2 separate regions of the Zea mays genome follow, and region 1 is linked to region 2. Evidence: chromatin contacts called from public Hi-C data. All regions are on one chromosome and are shown on one strand. Each heading gives the region's core, a stretch centred on a gene start, on an enhancer-like site or on the middle of the called end of the contact. The rest is flanking DNA. Distances are from core to core; before and after follow the strand shown.

What was found. Hi-C and Micro-C count contacts between places; a contact is called where the count stands out from the background.
Region 1: a contact with region 2 is called in a Hi-C map of tassel, with 2.1 times the contacts expected there. The contact joins the promoter of LOC103646346 here to the promoter of LOC100381510 in region 2. A contact is called at or near these places in 4 of 25 Hi-C or Micro-C datasets (bundle sheath, ear, endosperm and 1 more).

The regions. Positions count from the first base shown.
Region 1 is chr2:41,978,089-41,984,196 of Zm-B73-REFERENCE-NAM-5.0, reverse strand. LOC103646346 (ARM repeat superfamily protein) reads right to left here and starts at 4,093. Exons shown (of 19, transcript XM_008671080.3): 1 at 3,791-4,093; 2 at 3,637-3,709; 3 at 3,381-3,503; 4 at 3,099-3,268; 5 at 2,592-2,750; 6 at 2,054-2,200; 7 at 1,811-1,871; 8 at 196-500. The coding sequence starts at 3,874.
Region 2 is chr2:41,703,492-41,709,278 of Zm-B73-REFERENCE-NAM-5.0, reverse strand. LOC100381510 (Kinesin KP1) reads left to right here and starts at 4,087. Exons shown (of 17, transcript NM_001361437.1): 1 at 4,087-4,327; 2 at 4,868-5,031; 3 at 5,133-5,276; 4 at 5,640-5,787. The coding sequence starts at 4,264.

The DNA of each region.
Region 1 (6,108 bases), core at 2,844-5,343, 270 kb before region 2:
ATAATTTTTAGTAGCTAACTATTAGTTCTAGAGGTTCCAAACATGGCCTAAGTCTATCAAATCAAAACCTTGCATGTTTCTTCTTTTTCTTTTCAAATGAAAAGAATACTTATGTTACTCTCTTTTGGGTTGATCAGGAAGTTATTCAATAAAACCAGTTGGTGGTGGTAACATCAAGAGAACAATCTTTCACACCTTTCCATGAAACAAGCGCTTCACTCCCCATAAATTATTTAGATGTACCAGTAAAGAACTTCTCAACCAGTCTGGTCCATGCTGATTTTTTGGTATGGAGAATTTCAACTGAGGTTTCTTCACCTCATGAACAAATATCCTACAGATTAGATCCAGACACTGAAGGGCTGATAGCAATGCTTCACTTGACTGAACATCAAGAGCTGACTTTGCACAGAGCTCTGAAGCTGAAACCTCTACAGAATTAGTGAGGATTTGGACAAGGTTCTGAAGCTTCGTTAATAAATTGGACATTGAAAATGCCCCTGCAGTACAGAAGAGGTATAAGATAGCAATAACAAAGCTGACTGAACAGGACAACCAAATAACATCAAATCAGGTAGTAAGTACAGTGATTCAAAAAGGGAAAAAAAGAACTGGAAGGGTCGAAACCATAGTCACAAGAAACAGGTAAAGTGAAAGTGACCCTCGACCTGGAAAAGTCATCCCTGACCCGGGTATGCGATCATTTTTGTTACCACTAGGGGTGGAAACGAATCGAGCTTGGCTAGGCTTGTTGTGGCTCGGTCAAGTAACGAGTCGAGCTCGGCTCGGCTTGGCTCGCTCCTCTGGCAAGCCTAAAAAGTTGGCTCGGCTCGCCGAGCCGAGCCAACGAGCCTGGCCATAAACTCGTCCTCCAAATTATAATATAAAATTTTAAAAATAATTTAAGTAACATATTTTGAATAAGTAAAATAAATATATTACTAATAGTCTAATATAATATAGAAAATAGATTAGTTTTGTGCAATAATCACAAATAACATAAACAAATCGTCTATTTGGTAATAACACTATATGCTAATTAGGATTTTATGTAACAAATTGTTGTTAAGTTGAGCCACGAGCCAGCTCGCGAATCGCAGCAAGTCGAGCCGAGTTGACTTGCTCTTTTCACGAACCACAAAAACAGGCTCGACTCGGGCTCGTTCCGAGCATTGAACTGCTCTGAACTGAGTCGAGTCACTCCAAGCCCGAGCCAGCTCGTCGATCTCGAGCTTTTTCTCTAGGCCTGATTACCACCATGTAAAAACCTCTCACAGGTAGCGTACCACGTTCCTCGACCCTATCAATCTGGGAACTTTGTGACTATGGTCGAAATAGTTGCTTATATTATTGTGAAATAATTAATGATCCATAAGAGTCGTTTCTTTAAAAATAAGGTCTGCACTCTTGGTATTATGAATTAAAAGTACCCAAATTACATAAACTCTCAAATAAGTAATTGGAATGCTGATTAAACACTTGTCAACCGAATGATAAGAAAGAAAACAGAAGTGCTACTCTGATAGAGCCATCTAACATTACAGAAGAGTTGACTTTTAACATTCTGTCATTCATTTCAGGAAGGCCAGCAAACTAGAAGTACCATGATAACAAGAATAAATGTAGCAAATTGTGAGTGATTTGTGTATTTCATGATTTCATCTCGAGCAATCTCTGATTATATTGGCAGGCAACACTCAATTCACATTGAAGTGCTAATTTGTCCCATTAAAAGATGGCATGACAACATAATTGCATAGCAAATTATATAAACTAAAAGACAAGGAGAGATCTGGGAAGACTTATCTACCTCCTGTGCTATCTTCATCAGTGGTAAATTTCCAATTTTCCCTTGCAGAGAGGTTATGAGCCTGTAGGCGATGAGCAAAGGCTTTCATCAATGGAGTATAGCTACTACCTAGACGCATACACATTCCAGAACACAGATTTTCTATTTCATCAAGTTCCTCACTGTAGCTACAAATGTGCGAGGAATGCAAATTTTATTTTATTAAAACTACAAAAGGTTATTTACTGAGTTCAGGGCACAAACCTGTCGATTTGATGTATCATCATTTTCTATCGTTTTAGCAACCAAGGAAAGGCAGTGGCCAAGCCCACTAAGAACACTGTTAAGTTTATTCCTATCATGTAGGTTGATTCTGTCGTTGCTCAGTACCGCAACAAAGTTGTTGAAGGTCTGTCAGAAAAAGATAATGCAAATGAAACTATAAGTTTAAGTTGGTAATGAATATGGTCGGGGAATATACAATCTCTAGGGGTGAGAAGCAGTTCAAATAAAACATATATTCCTTAGTAGTTATTACTTGATAAAAGCTGGACTATGAAACAAGCTGTGGTAGTTAACATATGCAAATTTTAGGGGGGGGGTAGTCTATCCGTAAATTAACATTTGACACTGGTTAGTTCAAAATTGAACTAACCAACGTCAGATATTAATGGATGGAGATATAGTAGAACTAATTAAGTGATGGAAGCAAGGAATATGCATCTCCCAGCAAAATAATTTTCTCAGAACAATAGAAGTGACTCATCATTCAGTACACCAACTGTGAAAGCAGACGACTTACCTGTTCAGCATAACTAGAAAAGGATGACGGGAAATTAAGAACCACAAGCTCCAAAAACCTAAAAGCCATTAACTGGATCTCCACAGATAGATGGGTCGTTCCATTCAGAATATTAGCCATCAGCAAAAACAGTGTACTCCGCACAGATATAGTGTTATCCTGTAAGCATAATTATAGTCTCACATCTGAAGTCAAAAGCTAGAAATTTTAACTGGACAAGGAATAACAAAGCGATGCAAATAAAGAATGATGTGCTTGAAATAGCCAAAAATAAAAAGAAACTTATACGATGTATTTGTGAATGCAACAAATAAAGCATGTGCCATATTGTGGTTAGTAGAAATCATGATATCACACAAGCAATATTATTTTTTACTGGCATATTTACAGAAAACTGGAATGTCAAAATGCAATGCAACGTGTAAGAACATCATGAATAACCATTTCAATTAAAAGAATACATTTCTAATCAAGCAAAAGTACAGAAAAGCGGAGAAAGAGATATACCTCTTTCAAAGATGGGAAGATCAGAGACTGCAGTATATTGTATAACGATTCACGGACCACCTTGTCAGTATCACATATTCTCTCCTGCAGCTTCTCAATTATAGCAACCTTGTGCAGTTTAAGCTCTGTTGGGTGCTTGACAACAATGTCCTTTATTCCATTCAGTGCAGCTTCAACATAAAGACAAACATATACATAGTCAGATGCTAAGAACGCATTGAGGCATCATGGCAGTTTATCCAGTGTGTCACCAACTCACCATACAGACTAGAGAAAACTCACCCCGCCGCACATTGGCATTGTAGTGTCCCGTCTGCTGCAGGAGCTCCCGTAGCGTGAGCCCGCGCTTGTTCACTGCCATGCCCGTCCTCTCCGACGCCATGCTCTGCTCCGGCAGCACGATCGCTGGACGCACACACAACAGGAGTTCACAATACAGAACCCTAAACTAGTAAACTGAGCATTGTTACACCTCAACTCCAATTGCAGCGCAACGAGGCCAAAAGGGATAGAAAAAAAAAGGTTGATGTTGCCGTACCTTTGGACTTGATTTCCGTGTTGGTGGCATTCTTCGGCGGCGGAAGCTTGCGCCCGACCTTGTGCTTGTACTTCTGCGACCGCCAGGAAAAAGGCTTAACACGGCGACGTAGAATCAAGTCTCGAAGAGAGCAGAATCGGTGGGCTGGTGGTACCTTGAAGTCGACGCCGCCTCGCTGTTTCTGCTTCGCCTTCGGCTTCTTCGAGGAGGACGCGGCGCCGCCCTTTGGGCGGCCCATGGCGCAGGTATGGGAAAGTGGTGTTCACCGGCGCTGGCGCTTGGAGGAGTCTAGGTCCGGAGGAAGGGGCGGGAAGTGAGAACAGGCGGAAGGCGGCGGAGGAGGCGGAGGAGGCGTTTTTTGTCGTCGGGATGGACAGGCAGAGCAAGAGAGAACGTTGAGATATGGAACGGCCCAGCTGACAGGCCCATAACATGCGGCCTGGAATAGAATTGTGTTGGCGAGCGCTGATGGGCAGGGTGAGGACTGAGGTGTATATTTTGGTCTCTTTTTTGAGTAACGTATATTTTGGTCTCTAGTTCTCTGAAAACTCTCTAAATCAATAATTTAGATAGCTAAACTAAAAGCTCCTCTCCAACAACTCTCTAAATAAACTTACTAAATTTAGCTAATTCTCATCTAGCCTCATTTTTCCCTATATTTAGCAACCATTTACCAAGTTCCTACACAAAAACCTAACGGCATTTTTATATTTTGGTGCATTTTTCTACTTTATAGTAAAAACATATTAAGAGAGCACATGCGTCGGACGCTGACGACATACAATTGCGGCAAGTAGTAAGCTAGAGATTAAACAATTGCCAATGCAATAGCCGCACGTGCACATGTCAAAAATAAACAAATAAACAATTGTGGTAGTAAATCAAAAGGACAACACGGCTCACCAAGTTAAATCTGTCATCGCGGATGGTCCCACTTAAACTGGTGACATGTTAAATTTTAACATATTTAGAAAGTAATATATAGAGAACTGTTGGAGGAGATGAGCTTTTTATTTTCTATATTATTTGGGAACTTGCTAAATCTAGAATTTAGGTAGTATAATTATACGTAACTATTAGAGTTGCTCTAAGCTCGTCTGATTGCATCGTCCGGTTATATATCGGGGTGATAATAAGCTCTAAATTTTACACTATAAAATTTAAGTTTCAGATCACGTTAGGATCGAGCACTATTTCTATTTATTTTTTAACTACAATTAATTTAAGGTCCTAATAAATTGTGAAGAAACATTTGGTTCACGATCCATCTATTACCCCCCTATATATTAAACCTATATGTTTTAATAATCCAGATTCCATACCGAGTCTATGAATTATTTGACCAAACTGAGTACATAGTTAAGATTAATAGGGTGGAGTACTAAGGGTGTGTTTGGTTTGACTTTTGGCTTTGGCTTTTACCCCCTAAAAGCCAAAAGCCAACCAAAGGGATGGATCCAGGAAGCAGCTTTTTCTAAAAGCCGACTTTCTCGTAGTGCAAATCTGAAAGCACCCCTGGACCTGCTTTTAGTGGCTTTTCGGATGGAACTGTGAAAACATATATCGAAGAATTTTTAACGACTTTTAGTGGCTTCCACCAAACGATTTTTAGCTTTTTAACAGCTTACAGCCTACAGCAGCTTTTTCCACAGCTCACAGCCCACAGCAACTTTTTTCACAGTCACAGCCCAACCAAACAGACCCTAAAGCATTAGTATAGCCATAATGTCAAAATATAACTGTCATGATCTACCAATCACGTGAGTTCTAGTACAATAGCAGAGTAGTTGCTCTTTACCTTACCACGAAGCTAGAAAAGCTTTGGAAGTGAAACTACCAATGCAGAAAAAAAACATGGCAGGAATCACAACCTTGTGACGAAAGAGGTACTCCAGCGCACCACCCAATGGTACGTATTTCTATTGTATTCGTAAGATTTTTACCTGTAATATCAAATCTAGTAGTCCCACCAATAGGAATAACGATTTAAATAATCAAAATGCAAGTAATAAAATAATGGGGAAATCGATTGCACCTACTTCACTTTCTTCATAAAAAAATTCCTTCCATCGCCACCTTATATGCGAGGTGATATAGAAGTTAAAGATACATACATGTTGTTAGATCTTTTATGGGCTTAGCCTATTTATTAAATAAACTCTATAGTATGTAATGGTGGAGAATATCAATAGTATCATATTAGAAGTCCAAGAGTCGTTGACTTGACTTATATGGTGCGAATTATTTCACTTAATTTGATAGGTCAAGAAATAGACAAGGGTGTGCCACGCGCGCGCGCCGCCGTGCCTGGCGTGGCGTGGCGTTGCGTGGCAGGCAGCACGCGGGCATGGTGTGGTGTGGTTGATTTTTAGCACTCATTAACCGCGGTATTTTCAACTCCGGGTTGCGAGATCCTTCTCCTTCAGCTTCCCTCCGCGAGAGGTTAAGTAGAGGAGAACCCCTGTCACTTGG
Region 2 (5,787 bases), core at 2,838-5,337:
GGTAACTAATTCCAAGTTCATCTCATGAAATCTTATTGCCATTTGCTCTTAATTGAAGACTTTGGTGAGGCAATGAGGTTAAAAGGCCAAGATTGATCCCGTTTTGGTGCTTGATGCCAAAGGGGGAGAAAATAAAGGCCAAAGCGATAAATGGATCAGCTACCACTTGAGAGATTTTGAAAATAGTAGAATAGAGTTTTTGTTTTGTCAAAAGCTTTTATTGTCTCTTATTGTCTCTATTTTCAAAAGTTGGCTTCTTGTGGGGAGAAGTGTTGATTATGGGAAAAAGGGGGAGTTTTTGAAATCCGTGGTCAAATTCTTTTGAAATGACTCTCTTTATGCTTCAATATGTGTGTTTGACTTATAGATAGAGATTTGAGTTTGATTTGCAAAAACAAACCAAGTGGTGGCAAAGGATGATCCATATATGCCAAAATTGAATCAAAACCAATTTGAGTTTTTATTTGAAGTGATTTTGCACTTGTTCCACTTGCTTTATGTTGTGTTGGCATAAATCACCAAAAAGGGGGAGATTGAAAGGGAAATGTGCCCTTGGGCCATTTCTAAGTATTTTGGTGATTGAGTGCAAACACAAGGGCCTAAATGTGAATTTATGTACATGGATGAACAAGGTGAAAATCATGAAGTAAAGGTATGTTTCTAAGCCTTAGTACATTGGTTTTAAGTACTAATATATTTGTCTAAGTGTTAGAAACAGAAAGAAGAAGAATAGAGAAAAGGAGAAGGGACTTGGCTGTGTGCTGCCAAGACCCAGCTCGGTCTGGAGCACCGGACTGTCCGGTGTGCACCGGACAGTGTCCGGTGCGCCAGGCTGGCGCGACTCGAACTGGCCGCTCTCGGGAAATTGGCCGGCGGCGTACGGCTAAAATTCACCGGACTGTCCGGTGTGCACCGGACTGTCCGGTGAGCCAACGGTCGGCCAGGGCCAACGGTCGGCCGCGCAATCCGCGCGGGACACGTGGCCGAGCCAACAGTCGGAAGACGGCACCGGACTGTCCGGTGTGCACCGGACATGTCCGGTGCGCCAACAGCGCCAGATCTGCCAACGGTCTGCAACGGTCGTCTTCGCCGTTTAAGGAAACAAATCGGGCACCGGACAGTGTCCGGTGTGCACCGGACTGTCCGGTGCCCCCGACGACAGAAGGCAAGGATGGCCTTCCGGATTTGCTCTCAACGGCTCCTAGCTGCCTTGGGGCTATAAAAGGAGCCCCTAGGCGCATGGAGGAGACACACAAGCAACCTTTGAGCATTCTTGATCATCCACACTAAGTCTCTGCGCATTCGTTTGTGTTTCTAAGTGATTCGAGCTCTGTTCTAAGTGAGAACTCTGAGATAGTCTTGTGAGCTCGATTCTTGGCCGTGTGTGTGCGCTTTTGCTGTGGATTTGTGTGTGTTGCTTCCCTCCCTTACTCTGTGTTTCATTTGTGATCATATACTTGTAAGGGCAAGAGACTCCAATTTGTGGAGATTCCTTGCAAACGGGATAGTGAAAGGAAAACAAAACACCGTGGTATTCAAGTGGGTCTTTGGACCGCTTGAGAGGGGTTGATTGCAACCCTCGTCCGTTGGGACGCCACAACGTGGAGTAGGCAAGCGTTGGTCTTGGCCGAACCACGGGATAAAACCACTGTGTCACTCTGTGCTTGATTCTCTTGTGGTACTGTGTTTTGTTGAGACTGTTGAGACTTCACCTTAGCCACTTGGCAATAATCGTGCTAACACTTAACAAGTTTTTGTGGCTTAAGTTTGAAGTTTTTACAGGATCACCTATTCACCCCCCCCCTCTAGGTGCTCTCAGACCCTTGTGGTGGGCTCTGTGCAACTCGGGACTGTCCGGCGTAGGGTGCCGGACGGTCTGACGGAGGACCGGACGGTCCGCTATTGTGTGCGGACGGTCCGGCCGCGCTCAGAGTTGACTCACCATTTAGCGAAGATGGTGGTGACGGTCGTCCTGGATATGAGTCCATCGGCATACCAGAGTATGGCTGGGGAAACCCATTTGTTACCGATGTGTTTGACGCAATTGTTTTGGCGCCTAATTTATGTGATAAAAAACTAGGCATGTGAGTTTTTCCTAATGCATGCGCCATCCTTTCTATATCCTCTGTGATACTTTTAATCCGATTATCAAAAGAAATTTTAATAGATGGAATATCATCGACTGACCTGGCATCACCTATTGTGGGGAGCTGTTGCAGCACTGATGACATGTAATCGGCGTCTATTTCCCTTGCTTGGACGGTCTTCTGGTGGCAATCCACCCTGAAGTGCGAGAGGAACCATTTATCCGCCACCTTGAGCACCTGATCTTTTTGTCGTTGGACCTCCTCGTCTATTTTCTTCATGTCATCTTTTAATCTTTTATGCTCAGCGGCCGATAAATTAGTCAGCCTTGTGCTGTTGTTTGGAGAAGCCCTGTTGAGATCTTTAGAATCAACCATATAAGCCTGATTTTGTAGATCTTCAACCTCGTTCCCCAGCGGAGTCGTCAAAAAGTATGTTGGTACCTTTTGAGGGGCGCCAATCACTCAATACGAACCGGCGGCGGTGCTCTCTGGTCAGGCGCGGACGGTCCGCGGCACAGGGCCAGATGGTCCGCGATCTGGCGCGAGGCTAGGGTTCCCTGCCTGACGGCCGGACAGTCCGCGCCCTAGGGCCGGACGGTCCGCGACCTGGCGACAGGGTCGTCTTCCTCCTCCTTGCTGGAATCTAGATCCCGTCCCCTTGGGGGAAAAGACCTTAAGGTGCTCTGGGTCGATAGGTCACCCGGGGCGTCCCCAGACGACGTGGAGCCGCCTAGGAATTAAGAGATCAATTCGAGGAAGAGGTCTTGGATGAACAACTAGATCTTGCCCCCCGGGAGGGGTGAGATCCTAGGGTTGTCTTGGGATCGGCAGACCACCCAAGACGGATCTAGACGACGTAGAGCCGAATAGGGATGGAGGTGGATATGTGGAAGACTACAAATAGAACTATGCTACATCTACTCCTAGGGCAGGAAAAGTAAATAAGGTAATTGTTTCGATTGGAATGTGTTCGGGGGTTCTCAATCGGCCGCACCCCTTTATATTTATAGGGGAGGAGGTCTGGACCTTTTCCTAAGAGATAGCCAACAAACTCCCACGTGATTAGATGGATAACCACGCACGAGATAAGGATAAACATCCGAGTTAATTTAATCTCGGGACACGTGGACCGTCCGGGTCCATGGGCCGGACCGTCCGCTCATTTTGATGTCCAACGGGTATATTTGTAGCAAGGTAACAATTGCTGCGGACAGTCTAAACAGCAGCGGCCGTGAATGATAGCAGCTGACCACTGAAACCAAAACTGCTACCATGCGTTCTGGAATTTCAAAAAATGGACCAAAGACAGGCTTGAGGACTGGACCAGGCATACAATAACCCCATTTTATTTTTTTAGTCACCCCAACCTACCAAAACATAAAGGGAGTAATTTGAAAGCAGAACATGCATGTATGTACCACGAATACCCCTTCACTATTCGAGGTTGCACTGCCAGCGCCACTAATCAGCTGCCAGTTACTGTGCACGCATTCTCATCTGCTGTCTGCTGCACCTGCACTCATTAAAAAAAAACGAAAGCCATATGCTGCCCCTGCCACATGCCGGATCTAACGAGTCGACCGTTAAATCCCCCTCCAAGCCGGGCCATACGTAAAATGATACTCCAAACTCCAGGGAGAAAAAAAAGGGAACGGGAAGTTGCAGTGCGCTTCATGCTATCTCCAGCGTTTGAACTTTGAATCCACGGGGCATAAATTACTCCGGCCCGCACGCACGTGACCGCTCGCCCTCTCGGCCCAGAGCTGTGGCCCAGAGCTGCGCCGTGTTCGTCCGCCCGCAGCGGGCGCGCCTTTCTTTCAGAGCGGCAGTAGGCAGTAGCAGCACGGCTTCAACTAGTTAAACTCGGCTTGTAAAAAAAACAAAGGCAGTTAGTTAGCGTTACCCCCCTGCGAGTTTGAAAAATATTTCCAGGCGGCCCCTGGCGAGTTCCCGTTAACTTAAGAGACCCCCACCCCCACCCCCACCGCCCCTCTCCCTCGGGGTCGGAGCTTTTCAAACGCCCCTGGCTCTGTGGACCGCTCGTCCCTGCCGTTGCGAGCGCGAGCGCCCGAGCTAGTGAGCTGCGTCTGCGTGCGAGATCCGCGAGGGGCGGGCGAGGACGGCGGAGTCGCCGGCGCGAGCGAATAAGGCGACCGGCTTGCGCGCGACGAGGGCGATGGCCCGCCCGGCTGCCGGAGCGCACGACGTGGGGATGGCGCTGCGCAAGGCCGAGGAAGCCGGTGAGTCAGTCACTCACAGCGCTCCCCGTCACCGATCGCGCACGCACGCGGTGTTCCATTGCCATTTGCTTACTTCTATCGTTCTGCTGCCTCGCCGTGTCGTGTCGTGTCGTGTCGCCTCGTCTGTCCGCGCTCTCGCGGCGCTGCCTCGCCGAGAATGCTGCTGCTGCTGCGGCGGTGCTCGAGAAGTTCGGTCACGCCATTTCCACGGCAGCTGCTACCTGCTAGCAAGTGGGTTAGTACTGCACGGGAGTGTAATTACTGTGCTACGCTGCTGATCGTACGCCTCTGCAATCCAAACACACTGCCGAAGCATTAATGTGTTGCGTTTAGTTTAAGCTAGTTAGTATATATATATACACGCTGCATTCACTTAACGCGCGACATTAGATCTCGTCGATGTGATCCGGAGTGGGTTGTGACAATACAGTACATATTTGAAAATCCCCCTTACCGTTAGTCACCCGGCTACTCCTACTCCGTCACAAATGCCGGAACGCGCGACCTCTCTGTCTGTCTGATCCGTTGTTGACAATGCAGCTGCGCGGAGGTGCGAGGCGGCGCGATGGCTGCGGCAGATGGAGCCCGCCGCAGCAGAGTCCCTGCCGGAGAGGCCTTCCGAGGAGGACTTCTGCGCGGCACTGCGCAACGGCCTCGTCCTCTGCAAGGTTCTCAACCGCGTCAATCCTGGCGCCGTCCCCAAGGTGCGTGTCAACGAAATTGTGGAGAGAAAGAAAACGTCACTACTTTCTTTCCGTGTGACAGTAACGAGTTTTTCTTTTCTTCTTCTGCCTCCCCACCGAAGGTCGTGGAGAATCCTGTCATCACGGTCCAGACGTTCGATGGGCCGGCACAGTCTGCGATACAGTACTTCGAGAACATGAGGAACTTCCTTGTCGCAGTTAGTGCGATGAACCTGTTGACGTTTGAAACCTCTGATATAGAGAAGGTAAATAGCTGAGTTGCATTGATCCCGTTTGTTGCTATACATGTGTCATGAAAGTCTTGCGTTATTGTGGGCTGTTTGATTTGCTCAATTGTGAGGCTTATTAGGGGTTAGCTGAATTGTTTTGTCCATTTGGAAGAAAATAGGTGTCCGTTTCTCTCATGAAAACTGTAGCTATTCTATTTTTTCTTACCTGAGTATTAATGTATACAGTGAAGTCATATCTAGGTTGAATCATTCAATCAAGAAAATCCCCATGATGTCTTTTGCTAGTTCATAGTAGATGCAGAATCCTATCTTGGCATTTCACCTTTCTGTTTAGATCAAACTTATGGCTTACCTCACTGGTCACTACATTGCTTACAGGGAGGTTCGTCAATGAAAGTTGTCGACTGCATACTCTGCCTCAAGGGATACCACGAGTGGAAGATCTCAGGTGGCATTGGTATATGGCGGTATGGTGGCATCGTGAAAATTGCATCCTCCAGTAAAAGGCCTGCTTCACATTTAAACA